Linked DNA regions of Mus musculus: all the other regions are linked to region 4. A link is a contact called in public promoter capture Hi-C data. All regions are on one chromosome and are shown on one strand. Each heading gives the region's core, a stretch centred on a gene start, on an enhancer-like site or on the middle of the called end of the contact. The rest is flanking DNA. Distances are from core to core; before and after follow the strand shown.

Region 1 (2,840 bases), core at 297-2,796, 470 kb after region 4:
GTGGTCAGGAATTCTACCACACCTTGCCCCATAGGGTCATCTACCTTCCCGTTCACCTCATTTGCATACCGACACTCTGTGACATCCGTCTGTCCTCACGTCACCCCAAGTCCTTCCACTTCCCATCACCCCAGGTCATAGCAGATGAGGAAACTCGGGTATTGTGACACAGGTAAGCAAGAGACGCTGGGAGGATGTTCTGAGCTGGAGAAAAGAATGACCAGGCTCCCAGAGTCCCACTTCAGGGACCCATCAGATTCCGATGGACCAGAGAGACTCACTGTGGTGGCCCTTGTGTGATCCTCCTAGGTCAGTCTATAACCCGCTTGGCCATCAGAACACTTTGCTGGCAGCTGCTGTGGCAGAGCCTGGCTCGCTCACTCCAGGGAGTAGAATGAAGCAGGCATCCATGAGACAGCTTGCTGTCTGAGGGAGGAGCCCTGAATCTCAGCATCTCCCTCCACTCTCGCCTCTGCCCTCCACAGAGCAGCCCGGTCGGTCCCTTTTCTTCCCTCCCTTACCCAAGTGGTCAGTCCCTGGTCACATGTTATTTGGCCAGTAACTGGTGGCTGTGTCCTGATATGGCCATCTCTTCTCTGCTATGGGTTGCGGAAAGCCATGGGCAAGGAGCAAATGTACAGGCAAAAAGCGGGGAAGGATCCCCCTGGTAGGAGGACCACTCCATCTGAGAATCCAGCAGAGGAACAGAGAGACTCAGAGGCAAGGAGCAGAGAGTTCAGCGGGAGGGCTGATCTGGTGCTAAAATAACGAACTGGAATATATCTTAGTGGTGAGAGCTCAGGGTCCTGGGTTGGATCCTTGCAGAAAGGGAAAGAAGATAATAAAAGAGAACGGAGGGAGGGAGCAAGAAAGAAAAATGAACAGTGAACCAGGCATGGCAAATTCAGGCAGAGGCAGACGGATCGCTGCAAACTTAAGGCCAGCCTGGGCTACAAAACAAGGTCCTCTCAGAACAACCCCAATAACGACAGTGAGCACCCTAGTGCCTGTCTGAAACGATGGACGAGTTATCCCCACTTATTTGTCCATTTATTGTTATAATTGTTCTTGTTGCTTGAGACAGGATTTCCTAGGCTGTTCAGATCGCTCCTGCCTAGCTGCCACACAATTTCTGTTAGCATTACCGAGGAGCCTCAGTTGAGAAAAAGCCTGAGTTAAACTCAGGACTTCTCATCACCCATGGGACAAAAGCTGAAGAGCAGGGAGGTGGCGCCTTTTGGTGCGGATTCATAAAACTTCGGACAGCAGCGTCTGAACTCAACCCCAGATCCCTCAGGGTCTAACTCTGTAGCCCAAACTGACCTGCAATCACTTTATAGAACAGGCTAGCTTCGAACTCATCCTCCCGCCACAGCTCCCCAGTGTTGGCATTACAGGCATGACCCATCATACCTAGCTCCTTCCACCCAGAGCCCGCTCACCCTCAAAGTAGACTCCGGAGCAGACCCGCAGCACGCGCGGAAGGGAGGTGGGGTCCAGGCCGCTCACAAAGTCCTGCAGCGGCACCGGCTCCATGGTCGCGTTCCGACTAGATTTGCTCAGACTGATCGGCAGCTTGCAGAGGACAGTCCGGAAGCCACGCCCACCGAGGCCACGCCCCTCAGGTCGGGAGCCCTACAGGGTTCTCTGAAGCGCCCCGAACTCTTGAATGGGGACTTTATTTCCCCTGACCTGTCTCTTCATCTCTAAAATTGAATCTTTTCTTAAGGTTTCTAATGTGATAAAACACCATGACCAAAAGCAACTTGGGGAGGGAAGGGTTTATTATCTTACAACTCTGGGATCACAGAGGTTAGTCAGAACAGAAACTCCGGACAGATAGAGAGAGATAAAGGGACTGGGACTGGTACAAGCCATAAAGAAACACAGCTTACTGGTTTGCTCAGTTTGCTTTCTTACACAACTCAGGACCACCTGCCCAGGGTTGGCACTACCTACACCCTATGGGCTGGGCCCACCCACACCAATCATAAGTGGAGAAAATGCACTACAGGCTTGCCTACAAGCAGTCTGATGGAGGCATTTCTCAACAGAGGTTCCCAGATAATTCTAACTTGGGTCAAATTGACCAAAGAACAACCAGGACAATTCCCACACCTTTCTTTACTTGGCTCCATCGAACAGATCTAACATCAAGACTTGATAATTTTTTTTTTTTTTTTTTTTGAGACAGGGTTTCTCTGTATAGCCCTGGCTGTCCTGGAACTCACTTTGTAGACCAGGCTGGCCTCGAAGTCAGAAATCCGCCTGCCTCTGCCTCCTGAGTGCTGGGATTAAAGGCGTGTGCAGTTACACCTGGCAAGACTTGATAATTTGATACCCAGAGGTCTGGTGTGTGTGTGTGTGTGTGTGTGTGTGTGTGTGTGTGTGTGTGTGTATGTATGTGTGTGTGTGTGTGTGAGAGAGAGAGAGAGACAGAGAGAGAGACAGAGACACAGAGAGACAAAGACACAGAGACACAGAGACACAGACACAGACACAGAGACATAGAGACAGACCCGAGACAGAGACAGACAGAGAGAGTATCCCTTAGCACAAATTGTACTTAAATTACTGTGTAGCTGAAGATGACCTTGAACTTCTGATCTTCCTTCTTCCACCATCTAAAATGAGTGTGGTCACACACACTTTATTAGATGCTGAGGACTAAACCTAGGGCTTCATGGATTCAAAGCAAACACTCTACTAAGTGAGCTGCATCCTCTGCCTTGTTTTGGGTTTTTGAGGCAGGATTTCACATAATCCACTGTGTAGCTGAGAATGGCTTCCTTAGACTCCTGATGCTCTTGATGCCTCCTCCTGCCAGGTTCTGGAATAAC
Region 2 (2,945 bases), core at 114-2,613, 430 kb after region 4:
CAGAGGACCCAGGTTCAATTCCCCAGCACCAACAACTGTCTTTAACTCCAGACCCAGAGAATCTGATGGCCTCTTCTGGCCTCCATGGGGCAGCAGGCACACATGTGCATACATGCAGGCAAAACACTCACACAGGTAAAAACAATAAACTTTCTTAGGCAGTGGCTTACAGATCTTCTGGACTACATCTACCTCCTATTTCTGAGTTGTAATTCAAAAAGCAAGTGTAACTTTTGACTGGTGTGATAGCGCAAATCTTCAATCCCAACACTTGAGAGACAGAAGCTAGTGGATCTTTGAGTACAAAGCCAGATTGATCTACATTGTAAGTTCTAGGCTAGCCAGGGCTACACAGTTAGACCATTATCTCAAGGGAAAAAAAAAAACCCCTTCAAGGTCACCTTGGAATACTATGCCTTTAAAAATCAAAAACAAAACCTGGATTACTGTGATTATCGTGTCATCCCAGCTGAGGGAATGTTTCTTCCTTTAAGTCCTGATTTTTTTTTTTCCTGGTTTCTTTCTGTCTTCCTGGTTCCTACACTCATCCAGGGTACAGAGATGGGCTTCTAACTAATGCTTTTGTGTTTATGTTTGTTTGAGGTTTGGTTTTGTTTTCTTTTACATTTATCTATTGGGTGGACAGACACCACAGAAGACAAATTGCAGAAATAAGATTTTCTCCTTCCACCGTATGGGTTTGGGGAACTGGACCTCTCGGTGGCAATGTTTTGTGTTTCTTTTCTGGAGTCCCAGAGATGGAACGCGCTCATTTGAACAACCACTGTACCTCAGAGCCTTCTATCTGAGTGTCCTGATTGAGTTCGCGAATCTTCCCGACCACCGGCTCCCTCTCAGTGTCTAGCTTTCATGTACTAGATCCTTGTCCCCCTGGCAAAGTCTGTGTCCTGCCCCTGGCACTTAAAATCCTCTTGAGCACTTTTTGGTTTGGTTTTGCTTTTGGAACAATGTTTCATGCATCCTAGACTGCCGTTGAACTCTGTCTCCCAACTGAGCTACACACACAAACAGCCTTGATGGCTAAGTCTCTGCGCTTCAACCTCTAATCTACTTTCCTTTTAAAGCCACGATCTGTGAACGGTTCCCGGCAGCACAGACCCCAGCCCCAGTTCCTAGAACGAAACAAAAATCAAGCAGGTTTCCCCCGCAGCCCTACCTAGTTGAGCCCCTGCGACTCCCCAGGGGGCCAGGAATATCAGCCACCCGAGCAGCGTCATCCTCTGGATCCCCCCACGGCGGGCGGCCGAAGCTCCTCCAAGTCCGTCTGCGCCGCGGGTTCCCACCTTGTGGCCAGCCACGTGTCTGGGCAGAACTACTCGTTTGGCTGCTTCCAGTGTTCCAAGTTATCCTTGGCGGATGGCTGCTCTTGCTTTTCCCTCTCTTGCCCAGCAGGGCGTGCGCTTGATTGGAGGAGGGACGCACCAGTGAGCGCTGGAATAGCTTGTAGGTCTCTGTGGAAACCGCATCTGTGTTGCAAGGTGCTGTGTTGGAGTTCCCCGACTTTTCGAAAGAAATTCATAAGTACTTAGGAGCAAAATGATAGGATCTTCGAGGTACGCTTTAAAGTTTTCTAGTCGAATTGAAGGCATTTCGGTTCAGTCAGCCTCCAGAAAATGCAGGAAGCACCATCGACTTACTGTCTTCTCCTTGCAGAGCTGCAACACGGATGGATGAATGAATTAGCTACCTGTGGCAACCAAAGAGCCTTAAAAGCTAGCCTTAAAACCAGATGTGCAAGCCCTCTCTCAAGGATAGCCCTGGCACTCTTGAGGCAGGAGGATTAGGAGTTCAAGGCCATCCTAGGCTACTTTGATGACTTTGGGGCCAGTCTGGGCTACCTGAAACGATATTACAAACAAACAACAAACAGAGTTATTTGCTGATCGTGCCAGGAGATGAGGACTACTAGAAACTGGGCAAAAGGGAGATAAGATGGTGTTGTCCCCCTGAACATGCCTTGAGAGCCTGAGGGCTGAATCACTCCTTAGCAAGTTACCTAACCTGAGAAGACAGAGAGAGCTGTGACTCAAGTCTGAGGAAGGCGATGAGAGGTTTCTGGAAGGAGATGACATAAACTTACTCCCTTTGTTTTGATTTTTTTTTTCCCTTGCAGTTAGGGATGGTTTGGGCTTTGTCTTTTTGTGGTTTATTTATTTCTATTTGTTCTTTTTGTTTTTTTGCTCCTGTTGTTGTCCGTACAGGGATGAAACCCAGATCTTCACTCAAGCAAGGCAAACTGTCTAGCTCACCGCCACACTCCCACGCCTAACCAGCTTGAACTTGATGAACACAGGAGAAAACAGGTTGTGTGGGAGGTGGGAGAGGAGCGTTAGTGAGGCAGGAGGAAGAGTGGAGGGGGAAGAGTTTTGCAAAGAGTGATGGGGGCTTCTGAGGCTCTGAAGCAGGCAGGAGCCAGGCTGTGCTTAGATGTTTGAGCTGGGAGCTTTGGGAAGCCAAGAAGAGGATCAGAGGCAAAGTTGAGGCTGGAGAGATGGCTCAGCAGTTAAGAACACTGGCTGCTCTTGCAGAGGACTCAGGTTTGGTTTCCATCAACTACATAGAGGGTAAAGGCGGTCTTTAACTCCAGTTCCAGGGCATTCAGTGCCACTACACACACAGTGCCATAGTGCATGCATATATATATATATTATATATGCATGCATATATATGTGTGTGTGTATGTATATATATGCATATATATATATGGAAAATACTCATATATATAAAACATGATTTTTTTCTTTTCTTCTTCTTTTCCTTTTTTAAAGACAGGGTTTCTCTGTAGCAGGGTGACTGTCCTGAAACTCGATCCATAGACCAGGCTGGCCTGGAAATCACAGAGATCTGCCTGCCTTTGCCTCCTGAGTACCCTGAGTGCTGGGATTGCCTCCTGTGCACCATCACGCCCAGCCTAAATAAATCTT
Region 3 (2,849 bases), core at 24-2,523, 460 kb before region 4:
GCTGTATGGTAAATTAACTTCTAAAGGAATACTTAAGAAACTGCCTCTAGAAAGGAAAGCAGAAGATGCAGAAGAGAAAACTTTACCCAGCACATCAGTTAAAGTGGAAATGCAGTAAAGAGACTAAACCCCTCAGTGATTCCTGGGCAAAGCTGAAAAGGAACCTTTCATTACTGAGCACCCACATGCCCCAGCACAGTTCATTACATTTGGTTATTTTGGCAATACACTGGACATCTATAGATTATAATCTTGCAGGTTAGAAATTTTTTCTGAGCTGGCAGAGATGGGGTACACCTTTAACTCTAGCACTTGGGAAGCAGGCAGGTTTGAAGCCAGCCTGGTCCACAGAGGGAGTTCCGGGACAGCCGGGGATATACAGAAAAACCCTTTCTCAAAATGAATAAACAAAAAAAGAAAATAGTAATTTTCTGTCGTGCTTAATCTAACTACAAGGCACTAAACTGAACGGACATAGTTTGGCACATGCTTTTAATCCCAGCCAATAGGCAGACAGGCAAAGTTTCAGGCCAGCCTGGTCTACAGGGCTATTTCTAGGACAGTCAGAACTTTTTTGTTTAAGGATTTATTTTATGTGTATGAGTACAGTGTAGCTGTTTTTAGACAGACACCCTAGAAGAGGGCATCCGATTCCCATTACAGATGGTTGTGAGCCACCATGTGGTTGCTGGCAATTGAACTCAGGACCTCTGGCAGTCAGTGCTTTAAAAAATAAAAATTAAATCTGAGATGTAACTCAGAGATAGGGCACTTGTTAACATCCGTATGGCCCTGAGTTCGATCCACAACACCGCAAAATAATACCGAACCAATTATTGGAACACTTTTACATACCTAGTATCGACACTGTAGAGACAACCCTGAAAGTACAAGGAAGATAAAAGAGACTCAAAGATCCGAGAGAAAGGAAAATGGGCCCAAGGTCATGGATCCACTAACTTCCCACAGGGACGTTTACCGAAAACCACCCCAAAACAGAAAGTCTACCAGAGCAAAGGACAAAGGCGGGAACACCCGCTCGGCGCGCACCCGCGCAGGCACTTCCGGGGGAAGTGCCGCTGCCACGGCGAGCTCGCGAGAGGACGTGCTGCAGCTGTCGCTCACTCGGCCAGGTCCCGCCCCGCGCCGGCGCGCCTCCAGTAAAGCCCCGCCCCCGCCCCTGACCAGGCGGGAAGCGGGCGCGCGCTCCCTCCCGTTCCCCTCCGCCGGGGGGGGGGGGGTAGGGAGACGGGGGCGCGCGTTCTCGAGCTGCGTGCTCGCGTACGTCGCCGGGCTTCGGCTGCGTCCGTCCCGCCGCCCGCCCGTTACCGCCGCCGCCGCGTTTTCCCTTCGCCGGCCGCCGCCTGAGGGGGGCCGGGGCCAGCTGCCGCCGCCGGAATGCCGCGGGTGTACATCGGCCGCCTGAGCTACCAGGCCCGGGAGCGCGATGTGGAGCGCTTCTTTAAGGGCTACGGGAAGATCCTGGAGGTGGATCTGAAGAACGGGTGAGGAGGGCGGCGGAGGGGCCGGCCGGGGGGCTGACAGGGCCGCGGCTGTGGCTAGGAGGCCGCGGGGACGCGAGCGCGGCGCTCGCTGGGCGCTAAGCCGCCGCCGGCCTCCTCCGCTCCGCCATGGCGGCGGTGCCTCGGGGGCGCGGGTAGGCCCGGCTCCCACTGCGCCTGCGCGGGCGGGGGTGGTGGCGGGATAATGGGGACGGAGGCCCGGGTTAGACTGGGGCTCCGGGCGCCGGGGAGGCCTGGGTTTCCGTCGCTGGACTATGGGTCCGAGGCGGCCCTTTCCCGCTCTGGGGCTGCCAGGAGCAGATGAGGGTTCCGGCCCTCTTCTCCCCGTTCCCCAGCCTGACCGGCCAGAGGCTTCCCGGCGTGTGTTTCTGAGGACTGGAGCTCTGGCTTTTTCGCGTGCCACACTTTGGGCGGGAGACACTAGTTTTTGTAGTGCAGTGACAGTTTCGAAAGTACTGGCTTGCCGCGCTTCAAGCCTTGACCGCTCCCTTTCCGAGAGTAAATTAAAGTCCTAGCTCGTTATCTTGGGGAGTCCTTACAGAGTTTTCCACGTTGTGGTTTCGGCTCTCCAACTTGCCGGAAAATGATTGCTGTCGTAGGATTTTTTGAGTGGGTAAGGGCCATCCTGGCCAGGTCTGCGTCGGCTGCTGGTGCAAGTGGAGACACATCTCCAAATTGCCTACTTAACAGCTTTCCCCGTACAATCTGGGCTTGTATTTCTAATCTGCTTTGGCGAAGCAAGGCTAGCAGGGACTACCAGGTTCGGGGAAAACGGGTGAGTTGTCATGCCTAGAGATTGTACGAGCATCTTTTGCTTGGGAGCTGAGAATTATTAGGTAGGACTTGAAAGGCATTAAGCACCGGAACGGCGTCGGAAGCACTAAACCTTGGGTGTTAGGGGAACCCTTGGTTTTTGCTGTGTTTATTTCTTGCCTGTTTTGTTTTTTTCGACTTTGTGTTTGGTCCAATGAGACCAGTAGTAATTGACATTTGAGAAGACATACACTTTAGTATGAATGGCAAATGAACCAGCAGGTTCTCAAAGCTGTCTAGATTTCGAATAATTGACACTTAAAAGACTCTCCTTGCTGAGAACAAGACTTCGATAAAATGTTTATGAATCCTGGATTCGATTCACAAAGACAATTTCTCATTTTTGTTCTTACAGAGCGAACCAGCTGGCATGAGAGTATTGTTTTTGTGATATTTAACCTTACATGTGAGAGATTAACCGACCCCCCTTACCCCCTCCCTTTTGTAGGGGAAAAACAAGGGGTTTGGAAGACAGATAAGTCTGAGTCAAACCTTGCTCCTCAATTTAAGTTT
Region 4 (2,853 bases), core at 29-2,528:
AGGTTCCAGCATCCTGCCCTGAATCACTGGGATACTCAACACCTGAAATACTCAACGCTTCTGCTCTGTAAGCCACCCTCTGTGGTTCTTTCACTACTGCTAGGGATGGCGAGAAGCTCTTACTCCCGCCATATTTATTCCCTTGAATAACAGTGGCAGCAGGCTCTATTAATCGAGAACTGAACGGAAAGATGAAAAGGGAGGTGTACCCAGTGAGGCGGTTTCGGATAATTTTGACGCTCATCACGGTCTCCCCCATGGTGGCAAAGGCTCTAGAGATGAAGTTCTCATCCATGTAGGGTTCCAGCTGCATAAAAACCAGAGCAGAGAGGAGAGGCTCAGGCCCATGACCCGGAGCCCTGTAAGGGGTGGAGCCCCTCCCACTCTGTCCAGGACCCCCCTCTACAGCACTAGAGAGCCAAGCTTCCTACCACGCAATGGGGAACGGTCCCAACCAACTCCTTTACTTCAAATCGCTCCCCTTGCTGGGAGGCGTGGCACACACCGTTAATCCCAGCACTAGGGAGGCAATGGTAGGTGGAGTCTGTGAGTCTACATAACGAGTTCCAGGACAGACAGAACTATGTGAAGGACCCCATCTCAAAAACAACAAAAGAAAAAACAAAAACAAATAAAATAGCTCCCCTTTATAGAACTCCCTGTGCTTCCAGTCCTAATAACAATTCTTGGGGTTCCTCCCACTCCATCCGCCCAAATCATCCCACTCCAAATCTTTCCAAACTGGAAAGGGGGATTCCAGACCCTCTACCCCATAGAGTCAGCATCTGAGGAATCTTCATTCTGATGCCCAGACTCCACTTTCAAAGACTGGGTGAATAGGTCTCGCTACGAAGCCCAAGCTGGCCTAGAACTCACTATGGAGTCTCGAACTGGTGACGATCTTCCTGCCTCGCCAAGTGCAGGGAGTAAGGCATTGGCCACCACACCCCATCTAGCTTCCCGCTGTCACCAAAACCCTTCCTGTTCACGGCCACCCTTCTGGGATCCGAAGGCCCTCTGCTCTCAGGCCCTTCCTCCCCCTACGACTCGAGACCCTCTTGTTCCCCTCAGAGCAGGGGCGACCCTGACTCACGTCTCCCATCCATAGGCTGGCCGCCATCCCGCACCCGGGCGGGGACCCTGAGGGCCTGTGGCGCGCAACCGCGCCAGTCTGCGCGACCCGGCCCGCCCGGAGCCTAAGCCTGCAGCACCTCCTGCGCACACGCTGCCTCGGCGGCCAGAGCGATCCGGGTTTTCCTCCGACCTGTCCGCCGCTTCCGGCCCCCCCAGGGGGCGTTGCTTCTACGGGCTAGGGAGTGGCTCCACGGGATAGGGGCGTGGCCTCGGCTGGGGCACAGTAGGCCTAGCTGGCACCGGCTCTGAAGAGGGTCTCTGTGGGCGGACTGCCCCGCTCTTTAATAAAACCGCGCAAATGCGTCTATAATTATTGAGTTAAGGTTTGCTCTCTGTAGGGAATACCAAGCATAAGAACGGAAGGACAGCTAGTGACCGAAACCCCTCTGGGAGCGCGGAGGATAAGCTTCCGAGGGACTGTGGAGGAGCCGCGGCCGCACAGTGGTCCTCTTGCCCTGCATCCCAGCGAGGACTTTTTGGAAGATGTAGTGGGATTCTTCATTTTCTTAAAGCCCTGAGGTGGAGAGAACTAAAGGACGGTTCTTGATGGTACACTCAAAGTCCATCGTTTTGTGTGTAGTTGGGGGTGGGGAGAGTCGGCGTCGGCATGGTCTCTGTAATCCTTGTTGACCTGTTTAAGTCTGTCTCTAGTCAGAGATCTACTTGCTTCTGCCTGTTTGTTTAATGAACGCCAGTCTTCTCAAAGCATTCCTTCCTTAACGGCTGAGCTTTGGCTCCAGCCCCACACTTTTTTTTTTTTTTTTTTTTTTTTGCCTTGAGACAAGTTTTCATGTTGGTCCCTGGTACAAGCTATATAATCTAGGCTGGCTGTAAACTCTTGGCAATCTTGCTTCAGCTTCCTAAGTGCTAGTTTTACAAGTGAAGGACACCAACCCTGGCTCCTTCCCCGTTTATTATTCTAATCCAATTCACCAAGACTTTACCACAAAGCACAGACGGACCTTTACAGAACCCTCAGTAAACTTGGTTTTTGAGAGCTCCTAAGGTGGTTGTATCCATGCTTCAACATCCAGTTGGTAGCCAACTTAGCAGAGTGGGAAGGTCCTGTGCGTTCAGATTGGTTCTGACAACCAAGTTCATCCTAAGTCCTTTAACTTAGAAAGTTCCCCAAGCCAAGAACTCAAGTCTGAAAACCAGAGGCCAACTATGAGTATAAATTTCCTGTTCCCTTCTGTTACTGTATGAATGATGCTAAGGCACTGGTGAGATGGCTCAGCAGGTAAAAGTGCATTGCACTGAACCTGACAAACACACATGTACACACAAATGTAAAAAAAAAAAAAAAAAGTTTTTCAGAGACTACAGAATGCTTTGGGTCCCATGGGATTGGAGTTAGTATCGTTGTGTAGCACCATGTGGGTGCTGAGAATTGAACCTGGGTCCTCTCCAAGTGCAACTAGTGCTATTAATCAGATCAGAGCCATCTCTCCACCCTGCAGGGAAGGCTACAACTCAAAAGAAGCCTCTGAAACGGACCAATCAGGACCCCTACCCCCCACCCCCCAGAGTAAGCAATAAAAGCAGAGTCCCTCTCAGACCTAGAGGCTGAGCTGCAAAGACATGACTCAGAGAAGCTGTAAAGACTGACCAGCTGCCTGGAAGCAGAAAGCAGCTAAGCTGCCTGAATTCTAAACCAGGGTCACTTAGAAAGGGAACTCTGACTTCCTAAGCTGTACAGTGAGCTGTCACCCATGCTGG

What was found. Promoter capture Hi-C pulls out the DNA fragments that hold promoters and counts their contacts. Capture Hi-C pulls out chosen DNA fragments and counts their contacts.
Region 1: a contact with region 4 is called in a promoter capture Hi-C map of adipose tissue. The contact joins the promoter of Themis2 here to the promoter of Trnau1ap in region 4. A contact is called at or near these places in 1 of 39 promoter capture datasets (liver) and 1 of 9 other capture datasets (adipose tissue).
Region 2: a contact with region 4 is called in a promoter capture Hi-C map of second pharyngeal arch cranial neural crest. The contact joins the promoter of Smpdl3b here to the promoter of Trnau1ap in region 4. A contact is called at or near these places in 2 of 39 promoter capture datasets (cranial neural crest and second pharyngeal arch cranial neural crest) and 1 of 115 datasets of contacts at active chromatin or transcription factors (bone marrow-derived macrophages).
Region 3: a promoter capture Hi-C map of pre-B cells shows a contact between it and region 4, with 2.4 times the contacts expected there. The contact joins the promoter of Srsf4 here to the promoter of Trnau1ap in region 4. A contact is called at or near these places in 4 of 39 promoter capture datasets (the 3T3-L1 cell line, fetal liver, liver and 1 more), 1 of 484 Hi-C or Micro-C datasets (the G1E-ER4 cell line) and 3 of 115 datasets of contacts at active chromatin or transcription factors (embryonic stem cells, large pre-B cells and microglia).

What each region holds. Positions count from the first base shown.
Region 1 is chr4:132,794,818-132,797,657 of GRCm38.p6, forward strand. Themis2 (thymocyte selection associated family member 2) reads right to left here and starts at 1,547. Exons shown (of 6, transcript NM_001033308.2): 1 at 1,443-1,547. The coding sequence starts at 1,536.
Region 2 is chr4:132,755,808-132,758,752 of GRCm38.p6, forward strand. Smpdl3b (sphingomyelin phosphodiesterase, acid-like 3B) reads right to left here and starts at 1,364. Exons shown (of 8, transcript NM_133888.2): 1 at 1,178-1,364. The coding sequence starts at 1,238.
Region 3 is chr4:131,872,366-131,875,214 of GRCm38.p6, forward strand. Srsf4 (serine and arginine-rich splicing factor 4) reads left to right here and starts at 1,274. Exons shown (of 6, transcript NM_020587.2): 1 at 1,274-1,505. The coding sequence starts at 1,399.
Region 4 is chr4:132,328,260-132,331,112 of GRCm38.p6, forward strand. Trnau1ap (tRNA selenocysteine 1 associated protein 1) reads right to left here and starts at 1,279. Exons shown (of 9, transcript NM_027925.3): 1 at 1,094-1,279; 2 at 210-307. The coding sequence starts at 1,120.